2 separate regions of the Sus scrofa genome follow, and region 2 is linked to region 1. Evidence: chromatin contacts called from public Hi-C data. All regions are on one chromosome and are shown on one strand. Each heading gives the region's core, a stretch centred on a gene start, on an enhancer-like site or on the middle of the called end of the contact. The rest is flanking DNA. Distances are from core to core; before and after follow the strand shown. Region 1 holds the start of LRFN3 (leucine-rich repeat and fibronectin type-III domain-containing protein 3). Region 2 holds the start of APLP1 (amyloid-like protein 1).

Region 1 (5,562 bases), core at 2,264-4,763:
TCTGCCTCTGGGGCCCCACACAGCCCTGACCCCGTTCTGCTCTGTGCTTTGTCATCAAAGCCCTTATTATCTGGCCCTGTGCTTCCCCTACCGCACCCTGACCCTATGGTCTGGGCTTCTGTCCTGACAGTCCCAATGGTTTGGCCCAAGCTTCTGCCATCCCAGCCCCAAGCACCTGGGATGTCTAGAGATGTGTCTTTTTCCTTTAGGAATGTGAGCCCAGTGAAGCAGGACTTGATGCTGTCTTGGTCTTTTTTTTTTTTTTTTTTTGGCTACATCCACGTCACACGGAAGTTCCCAGGCCAGGGATAAACCCAAGCTACAGAGCTGCAGTTGCTTGTGTTTGTTTTGTTTTTTTGCTTTTGCTTTTTAGGTCTGCGCCCGTGGCATATGGAAATGCCCAGCCTAGGGGTCAAGTCGGAGCTGCTGCTGCCGGCCTATACCACAGCCCCAGCAAAGCCAGATCCAAGCTGCATCTGTGATCTACACCACAGCTCACAGCAATGCCAGATCCCTGACCCACTGAACGAGGCCAGGGATCAAACCCACATCCTCATGGATACTGGTCAGATTCCTTTCCGCTGAGCCACAACAGGAACTCCCCCGTGCTGCAGTTGTGACCTGCTCCGCAGCAGCGGCAATCCAGATCCTTAACCCACTGTGCCACAGGGGAACTTCCTTGGTCACACTTTTACTGCAGTGTCATCCAGCACACAGCCATGCCCAGAAATCCAAAGTGAATGTTGAACTAGCATCTTTGCCTCTGCCTCTCTCGGTTGCCAAATCCCTCTTTATGTCTCTAAACATGTTGGTTTCTTTGGCACACTCTTGGGGTGCTACAGCCCCTCAAGCCACCAGGTTTCGCTGTAGCTGTGCTAGAAAGTTCCACACACACTGCCGATGTTCCTGGTTTAGCCCGGTAGCTCTCAAAGTGTGGTCCCTGGGCCAGCAGCATTACCATCACCTCGGAAGGTAGGCATGCAAGTCAGAAATCCTGGGACTGGGGCCTGGAGAGCGATGGTTAACAAGTCCTCAGAGTTCCCATTGCGACTCAGCAGTAATGAACCTGACATCCATGAGGATGCAGTTTCGATCCCTGGCCACGCTCAGTGGGTTAAGGATCTGGCATTGTCATGAGCTGTGTGTAGATTACAGACAAGGCTTAGATCCCACGTTGCTGTTGCTGTGGCGTAGCCTGGCAGCTGCAGCTCTGATTCAACCCCTAAACTGGGAACTTCCACATGCTGCAGATGTGGTACTAAAACAAAAAAAGAGAAAAAAACCCAAGTCCTCCAGGTGATCCCGATGCAGCTACAGCATGAGGATCCAGGTCTAGCTCATGCAAAGCATCCCTCTCTGCTTTTCTGCTTCAGCTCGCAGCATCAGTACCGCCCCCTCTCACCAAAGGGACGAGCATTACCAAAGGGGGTGAGATTTGGTGGATAAATTCCCAAGCCTCTCTGAACTTTGCAGCAGAGGAGGAATAGACGGAATGACACTTCTGATGTGTCCTACAAGCTTCCTAAATGTTCCCCAGCAGAACTGAGTCCCAGTTGCCCAGAGAGGTAACCTGCTCCCCATCTGTCCCTTCTATTAATTGGGTTCCTCCTCTGCCTCACTCTCCCCCACCCCACCCCCACCTCCCATTTCCTGGGTCCAGTCTCAAAGCAGCCATTTCCACTGAATTCCAATTCCAGTCTGTTTGGAATCGACTCCAGGTTTTTTTCTCTATCTCCCCCCGCCCCACATCTGTAGCATCTCTGAAACTTCTCGTCCTTTTTCTGAGTGTCTGAGAAACCAGTATCTGCTGTGCCAGGCCGGGAGCACTGATGAACTTTACTAATGATCAGGAGAGGCGGGCCCGAGAGCGGAGTTAATTTTAGCTACAAGTTTTCAATACGCATAAGTGCAAGGAGCCAAAAGTCTGTTCTGAAACCTTCCGGGGAGCTTGAGATGCCAGGGTGGATGTGTACTCCTGCCTCCGCCCGCAACAAGATTGCTTTACTCCTCCACTCAGATGAGGGTTCCCGGGGGGTGGATTGTGATCAGGTTCCCCCAGGGTCATGACCACAAGCCAAAGCTGTGTCCCCTCCAGACCAGGGCTCCCAAAAGACTATGTTCCCCATAGTGCTATAACCAAGTTCCAAGGCCAGGCTTGTAGACCATAGCTCACATCCCTCTTCCTGCCACACCATCTGCCAGGAAACATGTGGGGCCCCCTCCCTCATCCTCCCCTCCACTATCCTCCAAGCATCAGCACAGGCAGACACCACTCCTGGTGAGTCATGTGTTAGTACAATTCTAATAGGCTACTCTGTGGGATAGTAGACCTGAGCTAGGAAGAGGGGAAGGCTGTGGACATACTTTTCGGGGTCAACTCGGTCAGCCCCCTGTCTCTGTCCAATTTTTTTTTTTTTTTTTTTTTGTCTTTTTAGGACCACGCCCACGGCATATGGAAGTGACCCAGGCTAGGGGTCAAATCAGAGCTGCAGCTGCCGGCCTACACCACAGCCAAACAACAGCAAACCTGAGCCGCGTCAGCAACATACACTGTAGCTCACTGCAGCTCACAGCAACACCAGATCCTTAACCCAATGAGCAGGGCCAGGGATCGAACCCACATCTTCATGGATACTAGTCGGGTTTGTTACCCCTGAGCCACAACAGGAACTCCTCTGCCCCAATTCTTATCTTCTTCTCCATGGGTTATCTGGCCAGTGTGCCTTGAGGTATAACTCTAATTCCAGAGGGCACAAAGTCTTGGAGGCAAGTTTTCCCCTTGCAGCCAGAGCAAGGAGACTTGGGAAGGAGCAAAGGCTCTGCTCTGGCTGCAAGATCAGCCTTGATGATGGGCAAGGTCCAATAAGGAAACTCCATCTGTGGGAAGGGCATCCTGGGAGGTGGTGCTGAGACAGAGGCACAGAAGGAGACAGACCGGGAGGGGGTGCCTCTGGGATGGAGAACCACATTCAAGGCTGTGATTGAGAACTGGGTACACATGTACACACATGTGCCCCAGCTCAGTCTGTCTCTGTCTCTCTCTCCCCGCGACTTTGTCTCTTTGACTTCTTCTACGTCTCTTTGTCTGTCTCTAACTTGTACTGTCTCTTGTCTCTCTTTTTCGTTCCGGGTCACTCCCTGTCTTTGTATTTCCATCTCTCCTTGAATATATCTTTCTATTTCTCTATCTGCCTCTCTCATTCTACTCTCTGTCCCTCAATCTAAGCCTGCCTATTTTTTGTCTCTGTCTTTATCTCTGTCTGTCTGTCTCTCTCAGTCTCTGTATCTCTCTGACTCTCTCTTTATCCAAGGGTTCTGTCTCCCAAGCAAAGCTAGGACGACTCCATAAGAGGTGGGGCCAGGGGCGCGCCTTTGAGAGCGGGGACCTGCCTACACCTTTAAGTGCGGGCGCGCGCGGGGCCTGCGCCTTTAAGCGCGGGTGCGCGCACGGCCCTGGGTTCCCGGCGAGGAGGCCGCGGGAGCGCCCGGACCCGGCCCGCCTGCCCGGCCCCCGCCCGGCCCCCGCCCCGGCCCTGGCGGGGGAGGGGTCTCTGAGCGCGGCCCCTCCCCCCTGCGCCCCCGCCTCTGCTGCGGTGCCCCTACACCGCGTGTCTCCGTCTGTCCGTCTGTCTGCGCCGGGCCTCGCCCCACCCCGGCCCCCGGGGCTGCCTGGCCGCCCCCCCACCCACCGCAGCCGCCCCCCTGCCTCTGGGCCAGCCCCCGCTGCAGCCCAGGAAGCAAGTCAGGACGCCGCCGCCTCAGATCCAGGGCCTGCATCGTGAAATCGGGGGCCTGCACCCCGAGATTGGATCCGGAGATCTGGAAACCCGAGCCTGGGAGCCTGATTTGGGGCTGAAACCCCAACACCTGGAGCCTGAACATCAATATCTGGGGCTGAAATCCCAGCATCAGTCTCTGGGGCTGATTTGGAACCTGAACCCCAAGAATTGGAATATGGACCCCAAGATTTGGAGCTTGAACCTCAAGATCTGGCATCTCAAACCCCAAATCTGGAGCTGAACTCTGAGTTCTGTGCCTGGGACCTTGAAATCTGGGACTGGATTCTCATGCTTATACCCTGGAACCCACTATTTAGAACCTGAACCCTGAGATTTAGGCCTCAGATTCCAAGATCTGAACCCTGGCATTCCACAGGGCCTAAAGCTGAGTTTGGGCCTGAAGTCCTTGCTGCAAACCTGAATGCTGAGATTTGGGGCAAATCTTGACTCAGCACCCCAATATCAACTGAGCACCCCAGTATCAGATTCCAAGACTGGGCCTGCGACTCAGACCTTAAACTCTGCATATGACTGTTTAGCCTCTCAAGACCAGAGCTGGGAGACCCTGACTGAGCAACCCAAACTGGGTTGGACCCTTAGAGGCCCAATATTTGGAGATCTAGGACTCAAAGCGTTAAGGTCTGCAGACACTGTGGCCACAAGTCTGAGCTGAGACACCAACAGATAGTCCCTCTACAGAGGCCTTGGGGACAAGGAAGGCATGACCAGGCACCCCCTCCAGAGCCCTGACCCCTGACCCCCTTGGAGCTTGAGGACTTTGCTCCCTGGGGCAGCTTCCAGCTCAGGTAAGGCTACTGAGAGACCCTCTGGAGGGGAGGGACTTGGGAGGAACTTTGTGGCTGGGGGTGGAGGTGAGGAGGACCAGGTCTCCCTGGGCACCCTTTGGAGTTTCTGCAGGAGGCAGGTGTATCCACTCACAAGGGTCTGCCTCCAACTCCTGCTCTGCCTCGAACACTCCGGACATTTGGCCAGCCCTGCCCCTCCCTGCCCTCCTCATCCCCAGGGGATGGCATCTCCAGGTCTGTGACCTCCCCACCCTGGCTCTCCAGCTTCTTCCTGCCCTCTGTCTTATTTGAGTATCTCCAGCTGCCTCTCCCGTCCACCTTCCACCACCTCTCCTCTCACTGACCACATCTCCATTCACTTTTCCTCTCTCTGATCTTCTTTGATGCTTCTGTCCACCCCTCTTCTCTCCCGCCACCCCTCCTCTCACTGACCACCTCTGTCTGCCTCTTCGATCTTTGATCATCATCTTCGACGCCCCTGTCCACAGCCCCTCTCTCCAGCCACCTCTGTCTACTGTTTCACTCAGTGACCAGCATTGGCATCGCTGTCCAAGGTACCTCTCTCTAATCAGCTTTCAGCAGCTCTCTTGACCTGTGACTCTCTCTGACCGGCTTTGACATCTTTCGCTACCACGCTTCTCTCCAGCTGCTTCTCTCCTCTCTGACATCCTTCGTCTGCCTCTCCTCTCTCTCTCACCATTTTACCATTTCTCTTGCCCTCTACCCCCCCCACCAACTGCCAGTCTGCAGCCATCTCTGGTCTTTACCGACCGCCTCTCCTGCCCATTGGCGCTCTCGGATCCTTCCTGACGTCTCTGGCTGCCTTTCCTCTCTCCAATGACCTCTCCCCACACCCATCGTCCGCGCCAGCTGTCCCATCTCCAGCAGCCTCTGACATGTCTGTCCTCTCCTTCTCCCTTTTAATTGCCTCTCTGCCATGTTGGACCATCTCTGATCCTCTCTCCTGGGTCTGACCA
Region 2 (5,562 bases), core at 1,328-3,827, 58 kb before region 1:
GTTACTACAAGGTCCGAGGAGTCAGTGTGAGCCTGAGCCTTGGAGAAGCCCCTGGAGGAGGCCTTTTCCCACCACCATCCTCCCCCCTTGGGCCTCCAGGGACACCTGCCTTCTATGACTTCAACCCACATCTGGGCATGGTACCCCCTTGCAGACTATACAGAGCCCGGGCAGGTTATCTCACCACTCCCCATCCTCGAGCTTTTACCAGCTACATCAAACCCACATCCTTTGGACCCCCAGATCTGGGCCCTAGCACTCCCCCCTTCCCATATGCTGCCTTCCCCACACCCAGCCATCCGCGTCTCCAGACTCATGTGTGACATCACTCCAACTGAAGAGTCCTGGGATCTTCAACTTGCCATAATGGATTGTTCTGATTACTGAGGAGCCAGAACAAATTGGCGACCTTGCTCTTCGAAAACTGAACATTGAATGGAGGGAAAGATCGTTATAATTGTCTGTGTCATTGATACACAGTCAGTTCAGCCAAAGGGGATACCCCAAGTGGGAGCAAGATGGCCTCTGTGCCTACCTATTCCCCACTATGTAAAAGAGATTCCGGGGGCAAATGGGCCCTTTGCAGAGGGAAGGGGGGTTGGGGGTAATGGGAATTAGGGGCAAAGAAGGAAGTTGTTTCTAAACACTGAAGGAAAATATTTCAAGATGGCCACTTGTATTGAGAAGAAAGGCAACATAAGGCAGATTAAGATGGAGGTACTGTTCCAGCTGTCCCTGAAGGGCACTTTGCTTCGTTCATGGAATTGCAGCCAAAATGGCCATCCACTCCTTGGGAACCCCAGATGGCCACCATCTTGATTCTTTCTACCTTCCTTAAAGGCCCTGGAAGAACTGGACCCAAGGAATAAGGATAGGGTGAGAGTTGGGTTTGTTTGGTTGGTTGGTTGGTTGGTTGGGGGAGGATTGGAATCCAGGAATGAGAATATTTATGTTTAATTAAAAGAAAGTTGAGAAGCAAATATCTTAGAGATTCTCCTGGCATTATTACTGTCCATCAAGGAAGGGGCCCATCAAACCTGTACCAAGTCTCTTCTTCTACCCCAGGCTATGAAGTGGTGATAGAAAAAAAACATGAGCCACCTCCCTAGCCCTTTGCTACCCACTGAGCACTCTAGGCTCTTTTAATATACATCTACACAAGCATACACACACAGATGCACACATAGGACAGGGCTCCCCTAAGCAGCTCAGGGAAGACAGAAGTCTACCCTGTATTTTGAGGAGACAAAACAGTGAGTCCTGAAGGAGAGGCAGTGAAGAAGAGGCTAAGGGTGGGAAAATAGAAATGCCCTGATCTAGGAGGTTCCCACTGTGGCTCAGTGGTAATGAACCCAACTAGTATGCATGAGGATGTGTGTTCCAACCCTGGTCTCCCTCAGTGGGTTAAGGATTCAGCGTTGTTGTGAGCTTCGGCGCAGGTCACAGATGAAGCTCAGATCTGGCATTGGTATGGCTATGGCATAGGCTGGCAGCTGGAGCTCCAATTCAACCCTTAACCCGGGAAATTCCATATGCCGCAGGTGTGGCCTTAAAATGGGGGGGGGGTGCTTGGGCTGTGGGATGGAAATCCTGTGAAATCAGATTGTTATGATCATTATACAACTACAGATGTGATAAATTCATTTGAGTAATAAAAAAAATAAAGTAAAAAAAGGGGGGGGGGGAAAAGAAAGAAATGCCCTGATCTACAGAGCAAAGATGGGGAGTCTATGCCCTTATCCTGAGGTGCAGGGTATCTGACTCAGCTCATCCTTTAGGAAAGGGCCTGGGGGCTTTGGTTCATGTATCCTTGATGTTGGAATTAAAGGTCTAGATGCCTGGGGCTCCTGGGAAGCAGAGCAGAAGGCCTGGGCTTTTGGGTCTTAAGGAGAAAGGGCTGAGGGCTTGGTCTCTGGGCTGAGAGAGAAGATATCTGGGACCCAGAGCCCTGGATTCTGAGAGAGTAGGAGACTGGGTCTTAACTGCTGCGTTTGTTTGTTGCTTCCTTAGGGCCGCGCCCACAGCATATACAAGTTCCCATGCTAATGGTCAAATAAGAGCTGCGGCTGCTTTCTTACACCACAGCCACAGCAGTGCGGGATCCGAGCTGCGTCCGTGACCTACACCGCAGCTCGCGGCAATGCCTGATCCTCAACCCACTGAGTAAGGCCAGGGATTGAACCCGAATTCTCATGGATACTAGTCGGATTCATTACCACTGCGCCACAGCAGGAACTCCCATCAACTACTGTGTTCTTGATTGGGGGAATTTTGGAGGCTTGTACTCCTGGGATCTGAAGGGAGGATTTGGAGGTAGGGACGCAGGTTTTCAATGCTGGGATCCCTGGAAGAGAAGGAAAATGGAGCCGAGGGAGAAGAAAACTGAGGGTGAAGGTCTTGAGGGAAAACTCAAAATCCACAACTACAAAGCCGGCGATCCACACTCCTGGCTAGGCCCTTACATGAGGTGGGATGCCTGGACTCTCAAGGGGGCGGAGGCGGGGCCCAGGCTTCCACCCTGGGCTTCCGAGCGGCTCCTCTCTGCGCAGAGCTGCCACGCTATTGTCCTCACAAGGAAGGCGGGGCCGGCGCGGGGCGGGGCTGGCGGCGCCGGCGCAGCCCGGGGGCGGCGGGAGGAGGAGGCGGCGGCCGTGGCGCTGGGAGCTCCTGTCACCGCTGGGGCCTGGCTGGGCCGGGCGGGAGTGCAGGGGACGTGAGGGCGCGAGGGCCGGGACATGGGGCCCGCCAGCCCCGCCGCTCGCGGTCTGGGCCCGCTGCCCTTGTTGCTGCCACTATTGCTGCTGCTTTTGCGCGCGCAGCTCGCCGTCGGGAGCCTGGCCGGTGGAAGCCCCAGCGCAGCAGAGGTGAGGCCCGGCGGGGTCCTAGGGGATGGGGGAAGGGGCGGGACTGGGCCTCTAGACTCCGACGCAGACAGGTCCAGAACAGAAAGCGCAGTCTTTCCAGCCAGGCAGCCGGCCCCCTGGGGCCCCTAACGGCACCAAGGCATTCGGAAACCCAGCAGTTCAGGCTCTTATCTCCCTCATCATCTGTGGTCCCAGCCCTCTCCTAGCCACAGCATAGGAGCCCCTGGTCCCAGAAGTCCAGCCCTATCAGACCCTCTCGACCAAGGTGACTCAGCCCCAGCCCCTTCCACCTGAACAGGACCCACCAGGCAGCAAGGCACCTAGAGCCAAGAATTGGCCCCTTGCATCCTCTAGACCCATACGAGGGCTCCCACAATCTTCCCAGTACTCAGGAGTCTAGGCCTCCAGCCACCGCCCCCTAACCCAGGATGTAGCTCTCCATCCCTCAAGGACTTGGTGTCCAGGCCTGCAGGGCTCTGAAGCCAGGCCTTGTGGTCTTTGCACCCAAGAATGGGAGCCTGAGCTAAGGATGGAGGGAGGAGAGGCCAGAACGCCTGGGTTCTGGCCTCCTCCCCCGCCATTCAAGTTTAACCCCTTCAGGCTCTTGTGCGGCTGCGCTGGGGTGAGGGCGGAGCCTGTCTCCGAGGCAACAAGGCCGGGAGAATCCCAGGGGACCCGGGTCGCCGTAGCAACGGCGGAGTCGGTGCGCCCCCGCCCTGTGGGAGCTGTTTCCCGGGGAACCGAACCTCTACGGAGGAGGGTGCGAGGTGCTTGGTGGAGGGGGCTGGTGCTTGGGGTCTGAACAACCTTGTGGTAGGGAGCAAAAGACCAGGAGACACCGCATGCCAGTGTCCTCCGTGGCTTCGCTGACCCCTCCGCCACCACCCTCAGGCTCCAGGGTCGGCCCAGGTGGCTGGACTATGCGGGCGCCCAACCCTTCACCGGGACCTGCGCACCGGCCGCTGGGAACCAGACCCACAGCTCTCGCGACGCTGTCTCCGGGACCCGCAGCGCGTGCTGGAGTACTGCAGACAGGTAGGCGGGACCTACTGAGAGGGGCGTGGCCCGCAGGGAAGCAGGTCTACCTTGGGGCCCGATTGCCCACAAGAAGCTAGTCGAGCAAAGACAAGGTCCAGGAAAACAAAGGATCCAAGAAGGCATTCGAAGCTAGGGGATTTGGCTGGCAAAGAGGCGAAGTGAGGACAGGACCTATTTTTGAGAAAGTAGGTCAGGAAAGGGGAAGAACTGTGTGAAGACAACCAGCTAAGAAAAGTGTCCAGTGAAGAGACCAGAGTTTAGAATACAGGGTGGACTCCTTAGAGAGCCAGGGTATAGGGGGGCGTGGCCACGGAAGAGGCAGGGCTAAGACTAAAAGACCTCAAGGACCTGGGCATCAGGGAATGGGGTGGAGACCAAATGGGAGAGTGGAAAGCTAGGAGGCGTGGCTATGAAAAGACAGGTCTAACACAAAGAGAAGGGATACTTACTGAGAGGCCAGAGAGAGGCAAGGCTTAAAGAGGTGGATCTATAGAGAGATGAACCTGATTGAGGGAGGGCGCAGAGGCGACTAGAAGAGAAGTGGGCATAGAGGGACTGAGTTTGGGGGCAGCGGAGGGACCTTCTTAAAGAAACTGGACAGGAGTTCCCGCTGTGGTGCAGTGGGTTAAGAATCCAACTGTAGCGGCTTGGGTTTCTGCGGAGGTGCGGGTTCCACCCCAGGCTGGTGCAGTGGGTTAAAGGATTCCACGTTGCCAGAGCTGTGGCACAGATCACAGCTGTTGGATTCAATCCCTGGCCTGGGAATTTACAAATGCCACGGGTGTGGCCATAAAATTTTTTTAAAAAAAGAAAGAAAGAGGCGTTCCCATCATCATGGCTCAGCAGTAACGAGTCTGACTAATATCCATGAGGACGCAGGTTCGATCCCTGGCCTCACTCCACGGACTAAGGATCCAGCGTTGCCGTGAGCTGCGGTGTAAGTCATAGAGGAGGCTCGAATCTGGCGTTGCTGTGGCTGTGCATAGGCCTGGGAAGCTCCGTATCCCACGGGCGCAGCCCTAAAAAGACAAAACAGAAAGAAAGAAAAAGGAAGAAAGGAAGGAAGAAACTGGAATGACAAAGGGGCGGGGCCTAGGGAGGGCGTGGCTTTTAAGAGGGATCTCCTGGAGACGCCGCCCAGGGGCTTAAATGTCTAAGACTGGTTCTTTAGAGAAGTGGGGCCTGGGGAGGAGAGGTCCTTATGAATACAGAGCCTTGAAAAGGGACGTGGCAGTGCAGAAGCAAGGCTAGTAGGGATGGGGCAGTGGGTTGATCGTCCCCACCCACTGTCCCCAGATGTACCCGGAGCTGCAGATTGCACGCGTGGAGCAGGCAACGCAGGCCATCCCCATGGAGCAATGGTGCGGGGATGCCCGGGGTGGCCGCTGTGCCCACCCCCACCACCAGGTTGTGCCTTTCCGCTGCCTGCGTGAGTCACAGGCTGAGGGAGGGGAACGGCAGGTTGGGGGAGGGGGCATCTGCAAGGGGGTGAGTTTCTGGTCCTGGTTTCAGGTTCATATTAGGGAGCTGGATGCCTGGGTCCAGAGTGGGACAGAGAAGCCTCTGAGGATAACAGATCTGGATTCTAGGCGGGTAGGGCTAGTGGCTGTGGGAGTGTCTCACACTGATGCCCCCCCATTTGCCAGCGGGTGAATTTGTA

Evidence for each region. A called contact is a pair of places that touch in the nucleus more often than the background predicts.
Region 2: a Hi-C map of alveolar macrophages shows a contact between it and region 1, with 2.6 times the contacts expected there. The contact joins the promoter of APLP1 here to the promoter of LRFN3 in region 1. A contact is called at or near these places in 1 of 5 promoter capture datasets (liver), 33 of 47 Hi-C or Micro-C datasets (adipose tissue, alveolar macrophages, blood and 17 more) and 1 of 2 datasets of contacts at active chromatin or transcription factors (alveolar macrophages).

Annotation. Positions count from the first base shown.
Region 1 is chr6:45,340,333-45,345,894 of Sscrofa11.1, forward strand. It overlaps LRFN3 (leucine-rich repeat and fibronectin type-III domain-containing protein 3), which reads left to right and starts at 3,514. Exons shown (of 4, transcript XM_003481830.4): 1 at 3,514-4,585.
Region 2 is chr6:45,283,121-45,288,682 of Sscrofa11.1, forward strand. APLP1 (amyloid-like protein 1) reads left to right here and starts at 2,578. Exons shown (of 17, transcript XM_021097132.1): 1 at 2,578-2,864; 2 at 3,756-3,899; 3 at 5,199-5,331; 4 at 5,549-5,562. The coding sequence starts at 2,736. It overlaps KIRREL2 (kin of IRRE-like protein 2), which reads left to right. Exons shown (of 15, transcript XM_013998358.2): 15 at 1-976. The coding sequence ends at 323.